Linked DNA regions of Anser cygnoides: region 1 is linked to region 2. The links are chromatin contacts, called in public Hi-C maps. All regions are on one chromosome and are shown on one strand. The core of a region is the stretch at or near the end of the contact, and the rest is flanking DNA. Distances in the headings are between cores, read along the strand shown. Region 1 overlaps DEUP1 (deuterosome assembly protein 1). Region 2 holds the start of SMCO4 (single-pass membrane protein with coiled-coil domains 4).

Region 1 (6,649 bases), core at 3,935-6,434, 36 kb before region 2:
GCTTTGCTCTGACAGCTTGGGGTTTTAACTGGTTTTCATATTTTGATTTTATATTTTTATTGCTATTTTAGAACTTTCCAAAATGAAGATGAATGGCACATGAAAGCTCAACAGACTGCTCTGCTCACAGCCAGTGGATGCCACAGAAACCGTAGCCCCACTTTATATGGCCAAGGCAATATTACTGGCTCAAAAAATGGTATCGCTTTATCTTATAAACTTGACAGAGGTCACGAAAAGGAACTGGATGATAAATCTCCATCACCACCAGTGGGGTATCCTTTGTGCTTTGGCGGGCTGTTTTCTGAAAAAGGCACAACAGGCGGTTTACTAAGCCATGCTTATGATGCAGAAGAAATCAAATTATCAGTAAGTAACTGTTTTTCTATAACGTAGATATTTTCAAAGCTTCTTTTAGTGGTCCACATCCATCTGTGGACCAAATGCAATCCTGAAGGAACCAAAAATCAGATTATTCCTGTTGTCACTGTTATTTATTCAGTGCTAGCCCAGCAAAACTGTAAATACCTTATCCTAACATAACCACAGTTTTTCTGAAGATTAAACATCCCCTACTGGGCCATATCTCTGTACTAGTAACGATGGTGATAATTACCTGCCATTAGGCGACTGCGGGAGAGACTTCTACATTTTAGCTCATTGCCTTCTATATTGGGGCACTCTGCTTCATGTTGCCTTCTGTAGGGGCACTGCTTTAAATGTCTTTCCATAATACCTGCAAACTTATGCTTTAAGTGCTGTTAGACAAATCCGGTTTCCACAGCATTTGATTGATGGATGAAATTAGAGGAATTGCAGCAACTATTTTCTGTGTGTTAGCTATTGTATTTGAAAAGGAACAGAAATGATAACTGCTGTAATCCTTATTTTTCTTGAAATGAAAGAGTAATAGTGCAGCATTCTTTCTTTCAGTCTTCATAGGGTGCAGATTACCAACCTCCATTGACAAGTGGGATAAATCCCACTTTGGCTCTGGCAACTTCTTAGGAAAAACTTTCCAGAATTCTTCGACTTCAGTTCTCTTTAAATTTGAGCTTTACACTCTTCCTTAGTATCTTTTTTCCATCCTTAGGCATCCACTACAGGCCCCTATTTTTTTTTCCACTAGAAGATTTAGCACTCATTTTCCAGACCTCAAACCACACAACCACACCTACTTTTAATAGAATTTACAGATTAGTAAGGAATGGACTGTGGCCATCTCTCTGTCCAACAGTGATATATGCATCTTCATACCCAGGAGATCCCAAACTGTTTGTGCCTGAGTCCTGTTGAGAGAAGAAAGGGAAGACTAATTCAGCTTTTAATGGGGAGAACCAGTAGGCAATGTTCTTGCCACATGGCACGTTAATTAGGACAGAAGAGGCATTGTGACAGCAACAGCCATCTTCAGGCAGGTTGCATTGGTCGTGCCCCAGTTCTTTTGTTCACTTCATAAATGTGCACACATCCTTTCCTATCAGAGATGTAGCTGCTGGAAGATGCTCCAGAAGCTCCCGGCCGGTGAGCAGCGACATGCTGATTACCTGCCTGGGAAGCGGGAGTTGCAGTGCAGCCCTTCACTGCCTGTGCTCCCAGCAGCTGTGTCCCAGTAGTCAGAGTGAACCAGCTAGTCCTGGGTGTATGACCTCATTTCCATTTTTACACCGCATAGGAATTTTAAGTAATTGGCTTTTGGTTTCTCATTGGCTTGGAAGTTTTCCTCTTTGTACTGCTAGTAGCAAAAAGAACTGTTTGGACTATTTCAGGAAAAGTCTGGTAAACAGCAGTTCTCATCCTCTCTTCTGTCAGAAGTGTCAGACAGAGATAGCAGGGCACAAAGCTTCTATTTCCAGCCAGCCCAGGGAAAATGCCCATTCTGAGACAGTTTTGCAAGCTGCAGGGAAACTATTTCCCAGCTGGCACTCAGGACAGGGTCGATGCCAAGACAGTTGACTAGATTGAAAGGAAAACATTTCCAGCTGGTGTGTGGGCAAAGTACAGAATGAAACTATAAAGCAAGGGATGTTTCTAATGCATAGTCTAAGTCCAAATGAGAGGGATCAAAGCAAGTAGGAGTTCAGAAGATCAACAAAATCAAATCGATTATATACATATATATTTATTCAAGAAGATTATTGGCAGGTTCAGAATTGTCTATTTCTATATAATTTCTCTATATTAGCTGGAGCAAGCAGTTATGTTCATTGTGCTTCCCAACCTGGATCTTCATTTGTGACTTTTAGTCAGAAATACTTTGTCATGTTTCCCTTCAGATGATGGACATACATCACGTGTTCTTGCTTTCAAAACTTAGTAGGACAAGAAAGACTTAGGCTGTAGCAAGGAAAATTTAGTTAGGCATTAGGAAACTTTCTAACTTTAAGGATGGGAAATGACTAAATGAATAAATAAATTACAATGGATCGTTGTGGAAATTCTAGCACTGGACGTTATTAGGAATGATTCTGACAGTCTTGATCCTACCCTGAGGAACACTGTGGTCCATGCCTTTGAAGTAATACTGTTACCTACTTACTAAGGTATTTAGGTCTTCCAAATGCATTCCTATGTGGCTTGAAGTTATCCCAGGAATTTCAATTTTCATATACAAGCAGAAGCACATTCTTCTGAGAAGACAGTCATCTGTACCTGCTGCCTAAGATGTATTGCAGTGCAGGGTTAGAGGAAACTGCCCCCAGAAAATTGAAATTAGCCAGATCAATTCGTCGTCTTGGTGTGACAAGAACTTTCCTGAGAAGTAGAAGGGCTAAACATGAGAAGACTTTAATGCTCTTGGGAGCACGATTTGACCACTAAACATTGCACTATCCTGAATGTCAATGTTTTCTTGCTGCGCTGCTAAATGTGCATCCAGGAATGTTGGGACAATTCATGGGGCAAGACAGAGATTAACACTAGTAAAGTTAACTAGGCACTCTGTGAGAGAGAACAGACCTGGCTTCCCGGAGTGCTTCTGCCCACCAATCCAGTTTCATAACTCATAAGCATTTTGAGCAGTTCCTGTTTAAGGAAAAGGCATATTTGACATATGTCACATGTGGAGATATGCATCTGTATATCAGGTGCCCTCCTTCATTTCCAGCAAATGATGAGGCAAAAGGGTGGCTCCCATTATTGGTGTACACCAAGGAAACATGGGGGGAGCTGACACTGTAGTAATGAAAAAGCAGAGTCCTTGTTGCCTCACTACCCGACCAGTTAGGCTGAAAGCTTACCAATGAACCCATTTCTGCGCAGCTCCAGTTAGAAAACTGAAGGATATAAAGGAAGTGTTATCTGAAGAAAACAAATTCAAAACTAGGGACCATGAGTCTCATCTGAGACAGGGATTAAAGCAGTTTCTTTATAGTTTTTCTTCCTCAGGCGCAGAAAGTGAAGATAATATAGGACATAGTGAAAGAACAGACCAGAGGCTGGGAAAACAAAGCTTACTTGCTAACAAGAAATTTTGCCTTTTAGACCTGTTTAGATACAACCTTCTCTCAAAGTGCATAAACACAGTGCATTAGGGACCTATCTAAAATGATAGTCAGTGATGTCTGACCCTCAGGGTAAGAAGCTGTAAGGAGCCACGATCTGCTTGTTCCAAGTGGTAAACATTCTTCTCTCCTCTGAGGAAATTCAGAAATGTCTCATTTGGGGTTCACACTGTATTTCAAGAAAAACACATCGAAGTAAGTACCAATTGAAGCAAAGGACAGTAGCATTTTAGGAAGATAGCTTCATCGCGAGGCTGGTATGTTTCTACTGACAAGTCAGCAATTGTAAACACTGTTGTAATGAATCTCTGAGAACCTCTTGTAACTTGATGTAATATTTCTGAAGACTGGCACATCTGCCTGGTTTCCTTTGCTTCTCTCTGGAAGTGTTTTATTTGCTCAGTATTTACTCAGTGATTTTAGAGTAAGTGAAACATGGTGTTGCTTTAAATAAAGCCTCCACGTACAGTGTCTTCTTCATAATGCAAAGCTATCTTAAAACACTTCAAAGTAGTACCGCCAACTCTATCGCTGAATCCAAACATCACAAGAAAATGTTTATGTGACCTAGCCCATGAGAGGGGAGGAAAAATTTGCATGTAGCCATAGCATTCAAAATCTCAGGAAAATCTCTTTCTGTGAAAACAATGGTGATTTATGGGTGGGGAGTCATGCACGTGTTTCCAGGGAAAAACAAAAGGTGGGTGATTTCCCTCCAGAGTTTCTCAAACATTGGAATATCCCTGCTAGTGCAAGAGTGTTGTGGGAAACGGTAAACCAATACCTTTAGGTTCCGTATTCCTACCTGGCAAATTAAGTCGCTTTCTTCCCTGCCCCATTAAAACACTTACTTTTGAGGCACTGAATAAAGGAAAATTCTGCTTTATCTGTGAATTTCACTTTAGGAACCCCGTATGTCCAGAAAGCCTGGCTCAGCCTAGAAGGGTGGTATTACATCCAGAATTTATTTCTTGCTGTACTGTGAAAAGTAAGGGGATTTCCTATGGGAAATCCCTAAATTTCATCTCAAGGTCTGCTGCAAACCATTTGAATAGAATAGTGCTTTACAGCATTTCTATATTTTCTAGTTAATATCTTCTGGCCTGAAAAGCTGTTAAGGGCAGTTTTAAAGCAGGCAGAAGCAAAAACCGAATCTGCCTGTAGTTGCTGTGGAAATAGGGAATACCCCCTTCTGATATAATGGATCCTAGAATAAACATTTACAGGTTTAATAGAATTGGCATTTTCTACAAGCCATTTAGATATTTAAATTATTTGAGGCCCTTCCTATTTGATGTACCGGCAGTCTCCTTTTTATATTCTAGGAAAAGCAAAATTAGAGATTCTACACTAACAATTCTAACGGTTATTAAAAATATTTCAACGCATGGTTTAGTTAAGATAATGATTTCTAATATTCTTACTCAATATATGGTCACATAAAGACAGAAAAATATCTTTCTCTTAATATTTTACAGATCCTGTATGAAGTTTTTTCTCAGTTCACTGTTAAAAATTCATGTCATAGAATCATATTTATCTTTACAAATAAACATTGAATATATTTAAACAAGCAAATTGTCTTTAGACAGAGAAAAGGGTTTTTTTTCTTTTTTTTTTTGACAGACATTCCAATGAATGGATCTTAAATATTAGCAAAAGGAATTAACAAAGAATGCTGCTTACAGTTTTAGAACTCATTCCAGCAAAGATTTATTCATGTCCTTTGCTTTATACAACTCTGAGTCCCATGACAACCATTTTAAGACTGATTTTCGTATGTTTTATGTCTCTGTCTATTAAATGTTCATTAAATGGAAATAAAATTTTTCAGTGAACTACTTGCAGTGAATAAAGTTTAGTACATTCTCCGGAATATCAGGACTTGAAGTAGACAGTGCTGAACTCAGTACAGTTTTTCTTCCTTTCCTAAGAAAGCATTTCATGAGATGGAAGAGAGGCAGAGGGAGAAAATTACAGGAGGCAATCAGCAGTACCCAACACTAGTTATATTCTGTAGTTCCAAAGAACAGGTTATTGTCCTCTGTCCTGGTCTAAATTACACAAATGACTAACATGACCTTTAGCTGATCCAAAGATTTAAGAGGTTCTGAGGCAGCTTAATTCTGTCTAACAGGATATTTATATTTTTAATGGCAAATCTACATCCCAGTGCTGTGAATGTCAGAGGTGTTTAAACATCATGTTCACATTATGTTATTTAGCTGCCTGAGTGTATTTAAAAACGTATGCCTGAAGTCATATTTTCTTGGAGATGTATAAAGCATTAAAGGGTTATTAGCTGCTCTGTGTTAAGATGTGTTTAAGTTTAAAAACTGATTATGCAAGCACGTTGTTGAACTTTCTGTTTTTTACTATTTCTTTCTGTGTGTTTCTTAGTCTTCTCCTGAGATGTCCGTCCTTGCAACAACAGAAAAGTTCCTTCAAGAGGAAGAGAAACACACAAAAGAGTTTGAAGAACGTTTAAATTCACACCTTGAAGAACTGCAGAGACATTCTGAAAACACTCTAAAGAAATATGCCATGCTACAACAAAGCAGGCATACTTAAGCCAGTCACACAATCAAAAAAATAAAACCACGCGTAACCGCTCCAGAATTTCTTAGAACTAAAATCTGCACCTATCTTCTTAATGTCTTTAGGCACATCACGAATTGCAAGTATTTTAACATGAAGGCTTCAATAAGATAATCATTATCCTGCAGATTTGGGTATATTGCAACTGGACTACGCTACAAAACGTTGTACTCTAGACATATTACAAAATACACAGGTTAGCTTCACATAGTTAAATTGAGACCCCGTTGCAGCACTGTAAATGAAGACACTTTCAATTCTGTGATGTACAAAGGGCTAATAAGTGGAATCATTCCCTCGAAAATATAATCAGCCAAGAGAAATTCTCTAGATCGCACAGAAGAAGAATAATAGGGGCCTTTAGCCATGTGATAGCTCCTAGCATAAAGAGCTAATCTTTGCTCTGGTTATTCTTGGCTATTCTATAGCCCTTGGGACGCTTGAAATGAGAAATCTGAGCTTTTCATTTTTTATGGTGTAAGCCATGCCATTCTGTGGGAGGAACACAAGCAGACAAAGCACAAACATACTTTGAAGCCATCCCTATT
Region 2 (6,945 bases), core at 2,329-4,828:
GGCTTTCTCTTAACAAGTAAAATTCTCTCTTACAAAGAAAAAACAAAAAGTAGGGGTGGAGGCCTGCGCTGTTGCAGAGGTTTACACCGACAGCCTCTGGGACTGCCACTACTGCTAAGACAATGCCAGGATTTTAACAGCACCTTTCCCTAAGGTAGCAGCACTTAAGACCTTTATACACTGGAAGAGATGCCCTTCCACATTAGCGTGGCCTATTAGCCACAAACAGGATTAAGAGCTCAGCAAATCCTCACAGAGCTCACATCTGTCAACATAACTCCTTCCCATATGGGCTGAAAGGAAGGTAACTTCTCAGCTTTACTGAGCACTTACAAGAAAGCTGATATTGCAATGGTTATTAAAAAAAATAATAATAGTTGGGGGGTGAGGTGGGGGGATGGACACAGGAAATCACGATCAGGGAGGCCCCTCAGGATGCCTTATTTTGTGATAAAAAATGTCATCTGGTTAAAGAACTTGTGGTCTTACAGGGCAGCCCTGCTGTTGCCTTGGTGGCCCTGTACAGCAATTAACATCAGGAGACCTCCTGAGAAGACAACAACCAAGATCTCTTTGCCAGATACTACAGAAACCTTTCCGTGCTGTCAGAAATCAAACTATTATCACAAAAAAATAGAGCAGCTCAGATCTGCACGCAACACAAATTGCTATGGGGACAACAGGACATCAATGAATCCACAGATACTTCTTGCAGTGCATGGAGAGTCTTGCAGGGAGACAGACAGATCATTTTGCTCCGGAGCACAGAGACCTTATAGCTGAATCAAGAAATGCCAGATCCATTCTCGAAGAGCTCAGACTCTTTGGGAGTAGCTGGGACACACAGCTGTAAGAGTAAAAAAGCAAACCCAGCCAATTCAGCAGAGAGAATTCGTGCTCAGTTCTCTCAAGCCCTGATACCACTGTGAAAGATAAATTAATCTTCCTTTAAGTGCAGTCCCCATGACAGCACTGCTACCTGCTGAACCAGGGCAGGTCTCCTGCGACTCTTCGTGGAGAGAACTCTCCCTTTTCAGCTTCTCTACAGCACTGCTTCTAGGTAATGCACACAGCACCAGGCCAAGTCTTGTTGGGCTTCGAAGTAACACGCAAGGGAGAAAGACCAGGGAGAAGGAAAATTTGCAACAAAAATTAACAAATAAACTGTTACCTTACGCATTGAGTGCCATAGCCAAAAGATTTACTGTGTAGTCTATCGACCATCCCGTGAGATAGCTCATACCACCTAATTAGCATGTATATTGTATAGATATGCAAAAGCACTTTACTGCCTATTTAATGCATGGAAAAACATGATTAGTTTAAGTATATATATATTATTTTGCTAGCATACTGATAAGGCAGTGACCAGGAGATCGTCTACTCTCTCACCTGTTGCTGTGCACACCTCCAAACGAGCAGTCAGGAATGTGACTGAGGGCAGCTGCCTCACACAGCGCAACCTCCGCTCAAGCCCAGTGCTCTGGGATCACCTCACAGCCCAGGTTCTCTTCCACAGACACGCTGCCACTGCTAAGATCTTGTCTCAGGCAAGTCAGTCACAGAGTCACAGAATGGCTGAGGTTGGAAGGGACCTCTGGAGATCCCCCAGTCCAACCCCTGCCGAGCAGGATCACCTAGAGCACACTGCACAGGATGGCATCCGGGCAGGTTTTGGGTATCTCCAGAGGAGGAGGCTCCACAACCTCTCTGGGCACCCTGTGCCATTGCTCTGTCACCCTCACAGTAAAGAAGTGCCCCCTCATATTAAGCCAGAACCTCCCATGCTTCAGTTTGTGCCCGTTACCTCTCACCCTCTCGTGGGGCAAAACAGGGACAGTCCTGTTGGCCTGCAAGCACTGGTCACACCCCAGGAGGGTGTTCTGCTAAGGACTCCCTAGAAACAGGGCTTTCCGACAGCCACTCTGGCAGCCTCTGAAGATGCCCAGAGCTCTGTAAACGGCTCATTTTTACCTCTGTATGTATCAGTGCTGTCCATGCTCTTCTATATCACTCTGCATTTGCAGTCAACAGCTTCGCCAAAACCCTCTTGAGGAGCAGAAGATAACAGTTGTGCGAGTCCCTGCTGGAAAGAGCACTAAAGAAACAGGTAGTTCCTAGAATTCCCTACATTATAAAGGGTATTTGACAACCACACTCCAAATCCCTGTTGGTAAACGTCCCTTTTACATTTCCTGCACATCATGAGGGAAAGTTAAAACTAAAATTGCTATAACAATGAGCTGTTCATTTATCTGACAAAGATGAGCGAAATTTCTAACTACAAAGCTTAAGAACAGTCTAAAACCTGCTTTCTTCTTAACTTCAGTCTAGGAGGTCTGCGTGGTATAAATAGGCCACTAAAGGCAGTTAAAAGAGAGAGAAAAAGTTATTAAAAATGCACTAATTAGAAACTTTTTTTTTTTAATAGGATGTCAGGGAATTTCTGCAAGACTTTTGTTTTATTTAAAGGAGACAATTTCAACAGACCTAAAAATAACACACAATCAGGTTTTCCAAATTGAGAGGATCACGAAAATCCCCAGGAGGCCCCAACACAGCCGGGCACCGCTCGAGCCCACAAAAACCTGACACAAATTTGGGGCAGGACCACGGAATGTAAATCTCCATAACATGACAACATTTATTTTCCCTACCGTCTTAAAAGGTGTGAAGCATAACGGCTTTAGAAACATAGCGGAAAGTAAATTATTTTTTAAGGTACCCAACTGTACAGAGAACCGAAAAAAGCTACAAATTGAACTCACGGCAGCACACGGCAGGGACAACACACGAACAAATGAATTCACTGCGCTTAAGAAAGAGGTAAAAGCAGCATATTTGCATTCAGAACGGATTATCTTATTTTTCTTTCCCCTGGGTCACCTTTTAATGCTTTCCTGAGCTTACTTCCCCCTCGGTCGGCTGCTTAAACACAAGTCTCGGTCCTTCCTCACACACGATCGTCCTCGCGACCGAGGAAGCGAAATTAAAGAAATAGACGCCAGATGAAGAAGTTTCGAGCCTTTTGAGGAGATTTTTTTCCTCATTTCCAAGAGTTATTTTCCTCACGGATCCCCCCTGCAGGGTCGCCGTTCAACACCGGCGGGGCCGGGCCGCCCCCGGCGCCTCACAGCCGGGTCCCTCCTTCCCGGGGCCGGCTCCCTGCTTCCCCTCACTTCAAAACTTTCCGCTTTTAACCACCCTGGAGCACTCGGAGCCCCCCTGGAAGTCCTCGGGAAGCCGGCCGGCCCGGAGCCCCTCAGCTCGGCGACTCCCCCCGGGGGGAGGATCGGAGTGGGCTCCCGGAGCCCCGACCTCTCCCCCCTCAGCGCTCCCTTCCCTTCCCTCCCCTCCTCCCCGGGACAGCCGCGAGTCCTTACTCTGAGCTGCGCCCTCCTGAGAGCAGGGACGGGCGGCCAGAGAGGGGCAGAGTCCGGGCTCCCCGCCGCAACTTCCCCGCTCCGCCACACGTGGGGCTGAGTGAGGCGCGGGGCTGGCGCCGCTCGGCGCAGAGGACGTGGCAGCTCCCTCCTCCTCCTCCTCCTCCTCCCCTCCCTCCCTCCTCGGCCGAGCCGAGCCGAGCCGAGCCGGAGGCTCCTCCCGGCCCCTCTCTGGCGGAATTCGGGGCGCCCTCTGCCGCCCGCCGAGGGTCCCGCTGCCCCCCCCAGCTTCGCCCCGCTCCCCTCAGGGCGCCCCTGAGGCGAGCCCTGAGGTGAGGGCGGGAAGCTGAGGGGCCGGGAGGCCGCCGCCTCAGCGCTGCCTTCCCCGGGGGGGCACCGGCCAGGGGAGCCCTTCGGCGGCTTTTCTCGGTAGAAGAGGGTGAAGGGACCCCCACTGGTCCCCCACCGGACCCCTGATCCCCCACTGGTCCCCCATCAGCCCCCCACCGGCCCCCCGCTGTGTCTGGTCATACGGGACAGGTGCACGGCAGCCGGCTGGAAAGGCCGGCGCAAAATCATCGTCTGTTCCTGAGGAGATCTCTCTCTCTGGTGTTGCAGTAAAAGGCTTATCACAAGTGCGTTTGTCTGTTCATTAAATAAGGGAGTGCGAAAAGAGGTGGAATTAGAGTGGAGATTACTGACATTACTTTCTTGCATAGCATTGGGAGGGAAGCGCTTGTTACCAACTCCGAAATGATCGTCCCAAACACACATAGAGAGATGCCCCATGTCCTCCAAGTGAATGGGGACAGTGGGAGTGTGAATTCACTGAGAAACCCTATTGCACCCACCCCAAGCTGCTGCCTGCACCAGCAGGACCCCAAACATCTGTAGCTGCTGCATGGTCTTCATGGCTTAGGCTGGCTCCGCCGCGGAGATGCTCTCCTTTCTCACCGAGAAGAAGAAATCCCTTGCTGTGTTCCTGAAGAGACAGTAGCTGCAACTGGTAGGCGATAAAAGATCTCGGGCATCTGTTTGCATTTTCCCCTTTGCCGGGTTGCGTTTTGAAAATAGGAGACATCACCTGGGCTCCGTGGTATCCGAATGCCTGGCATGGAGGTTTACACTGAAAAGGTCAGTCGGGAGGGATCTCCCCCTTCTCCCAGGTTAATAACAGCTACAAAGCTGCTCCCGAGCTTAATGGTGTCATCCTTCTCCTAATGCTTTTCTCAGAGTTCAAAATGTTTCCTGCAAGAGCATTCTCATCAGGCACCTTCATGTAACCTTAATATACCTTCTAATTGAGTGATATTGGAGTGTCATGTTGTTACTTCCTATTGCACTTCTTTCTGCTGAAAACATCCATTTCTTCCAGTTGTGGGCAGATTTTTTAATCTCGAGGTGTACTGCCAATTTGAGATTAGAATCTGACTTTGAAGTTGTAAGGAAGTGCTGTTCCTGATGTTCAAATAACACTGAACTGCTTAGGGCTAAAGCAGAGAAGAAATAAAATTGTGTTTTTCTAAAACATCTCTCACACTGTGGTTATCTCAAAGGGCTTTATGAAGTAATGTCAAGTAAAGCAAAGCACCTTTAAGCAAAGCAGCAGTTCTGTGCACAAATGTACCTTCGGACATAGAATTTTTTTGGCCAAGACACTAAAGTTATCCATAATCATTTAATAGGGCTATTATGTATGTTTAATGATCACCTGCAATGGCATGAGAAATGTCCTATAGTGGTCATCACTTAAAACCATTAAGGAAGGATGAAGTGTGCATATATCGAATTCATCCTTGGACTGATTGGACTGTGTAACAACATGCAGTTCAGTCACATTAGGATTACAGTGTACGTGTGAATTTTTCCTGCATACTCCAGTAAAGCTATTACCCTTATAAAGGACATAATGTGTTGGCTATTAAGTTATGCATGTATGCTGAAGTACCTGAACAACAAACTACACCTGAACTTGTTGCAGGGAGAGATCTGACCCGCGCTGGGTGGCAGGCAGGTAATTGCTACTGTAATCATTCTAGCTTCAGGACTACTCTGTAACAACAGGACATTGCCATTTAGGAAACAGTTTCATTTCTAACCTTTAAGCAGAAGGATGTATGTGGACCATATAGGATTTTCCAATCTGCATCTGTCCACAATAGATATGATTAAGTGCATTTTTGTTTAGCTATTGATTTATTCACCTGGCTTCCTCAAATGTCAGATATATGTATGGTTTTTTGTCCAAGAAAAATAGGGTTGTTTGGAGTATTGATTGCAGCAGCGGAGTCTGCGGTACAGCTCAGTAGAAGGTTTGGTTCACATTTTAAGACATTGCACTGTTCTTTAATAAACCTGCAACTCCTTTGGATGTAGATGTAAAATCTGCTGCCAGGATTATATTGTAATCTTTATTACTTTATTTTTAATCTAGGAAAAAAAAAAAAGTCTTTTCAGATTGTTTTGAATTATCAGTGTGCAGTAATCCTCCCTTAAACCTGCTTAGACTTTATAGATTTTATATGCAGTAGCATAAAAGGATGGGAAATGTTATTATTAAATTCAGATTTTTTTTTCTTTTTTGGTATTATACCTCTGTGATGGTAGCAGCTTAGTCTTTTAATATGCACATATGCTTTTAAAAATCTGTGTGTATGGAGAGAAAGAGAAAAAATCACACATAAACAGTAATCAAATTGCAATGACTCCTGTAGTAGTTACAAGTTCAAATACAAACTACAATTTTATGGGTGCACTATAAACACTACAAGAGACTTTTCATGGAGAATCTTTTCCTTTTCAGAGACCTTACAGTGGCAAAACCTTCCAGATAACATCTTTTCCAGCTAAGAAACAGATGTGGGTTGTCTAGACTCTGGATTTTATTTTTACCGACTACAGCAGTTCTGAAGTTCTTTTTCTCCAAAGGGTGAGGGAGCAAGAGCAAAACCACCCCACCTCTAGGCAGTTCCACCTCTGGGTTCTGCTGGTGTCTTTACCTTTCAAATTATTTCAAAAAGTCCTTTACCTTTCTTTGAATTCTTTCTGGTTCCACACTTTCTGCAGGTTGACTCTGGACTCTTGTTTTCTTTACTCCGTTCATACCATACTCCTGTGGGATGCTCCCTGAAGCACATCATCAGAGTCTTCATTCTCTTATGTTAAACACATTCTATCTCTAAGCATCCAGGAGACCTCCTGTATTCATATCTGATACCCATGCGATAGGTGATATTCAACTGAAAATTTTAGGATGGGAGGGCTACGCCACAGAAGTGCCTGTTAATATTTTCCTGGTTATAAAAAGTACTCAAGAAGTGGATCAGATTTTGACATTTAAAGCTGGGTGAGATGAATTCCATCTTATGAGACTTCTCTGTCACTAGCGAAGCCATAGACAAACTCTTACTAATTTCAGTAGTGAAAGATAAGGTCCTGAATTATTTTTTGACAGGAGGTGTGGTTAGCACCTGAGGTGATGTATAACAAACGCTTTCTTTTCCAGCTCAACAGCTACCTCAGAAGGCAAGTGACCATTAGCCATTACTCTCTAAAAGTAGTT

Evidence for each region. Hi-C and Micro-C count contacts between places; a contact is called where the count stands out from the background.
Region 1: a contact with region 2 is called in a Hi-C map of liver, with 2.6 times the contacts expected there. The contact joins the enhancer-like site here to the promoter of SMCO4 in region 2. A contact is called at or near these places in 2 of 7 Hi-C or Micro-C datasets (both in liver).

What each region holds. Positions count from the first base shown.
Region 1 is chr1:201,121,471-201,128,119 of Taihu_goose_T2T_genome, reverse strand. DEUP1 (deuterosome assembly protein 1) reads left to right here. Exons shown (of 13, transcript XM_048076511.2): 12 at 72-369; 13 at 5,904-6,138. The coding sequence ends at 6,074. Among named protein-coding and RNA genes, the nearest start is that of SMCO4, 38 kb to the right of the region's middle. Within about 2 kb of position 5,184, at least 1 of the 3 cell types and tissues checked has open chromatin away from gene starts, as enhancers often do. A contact at or near this core is called in liver, where this site is marked.
Region 2 is chr1:201,083,247-201,090,191 of Taihu_goose_T2T_genome, reverse strand. SMCO4 (single-pass membrane protein with coiled-coil domains 4) reads right to left here and starts at 3,578. Exons shown (of 2, transcript XM_048076504.2): 1 at 3,384-3,578.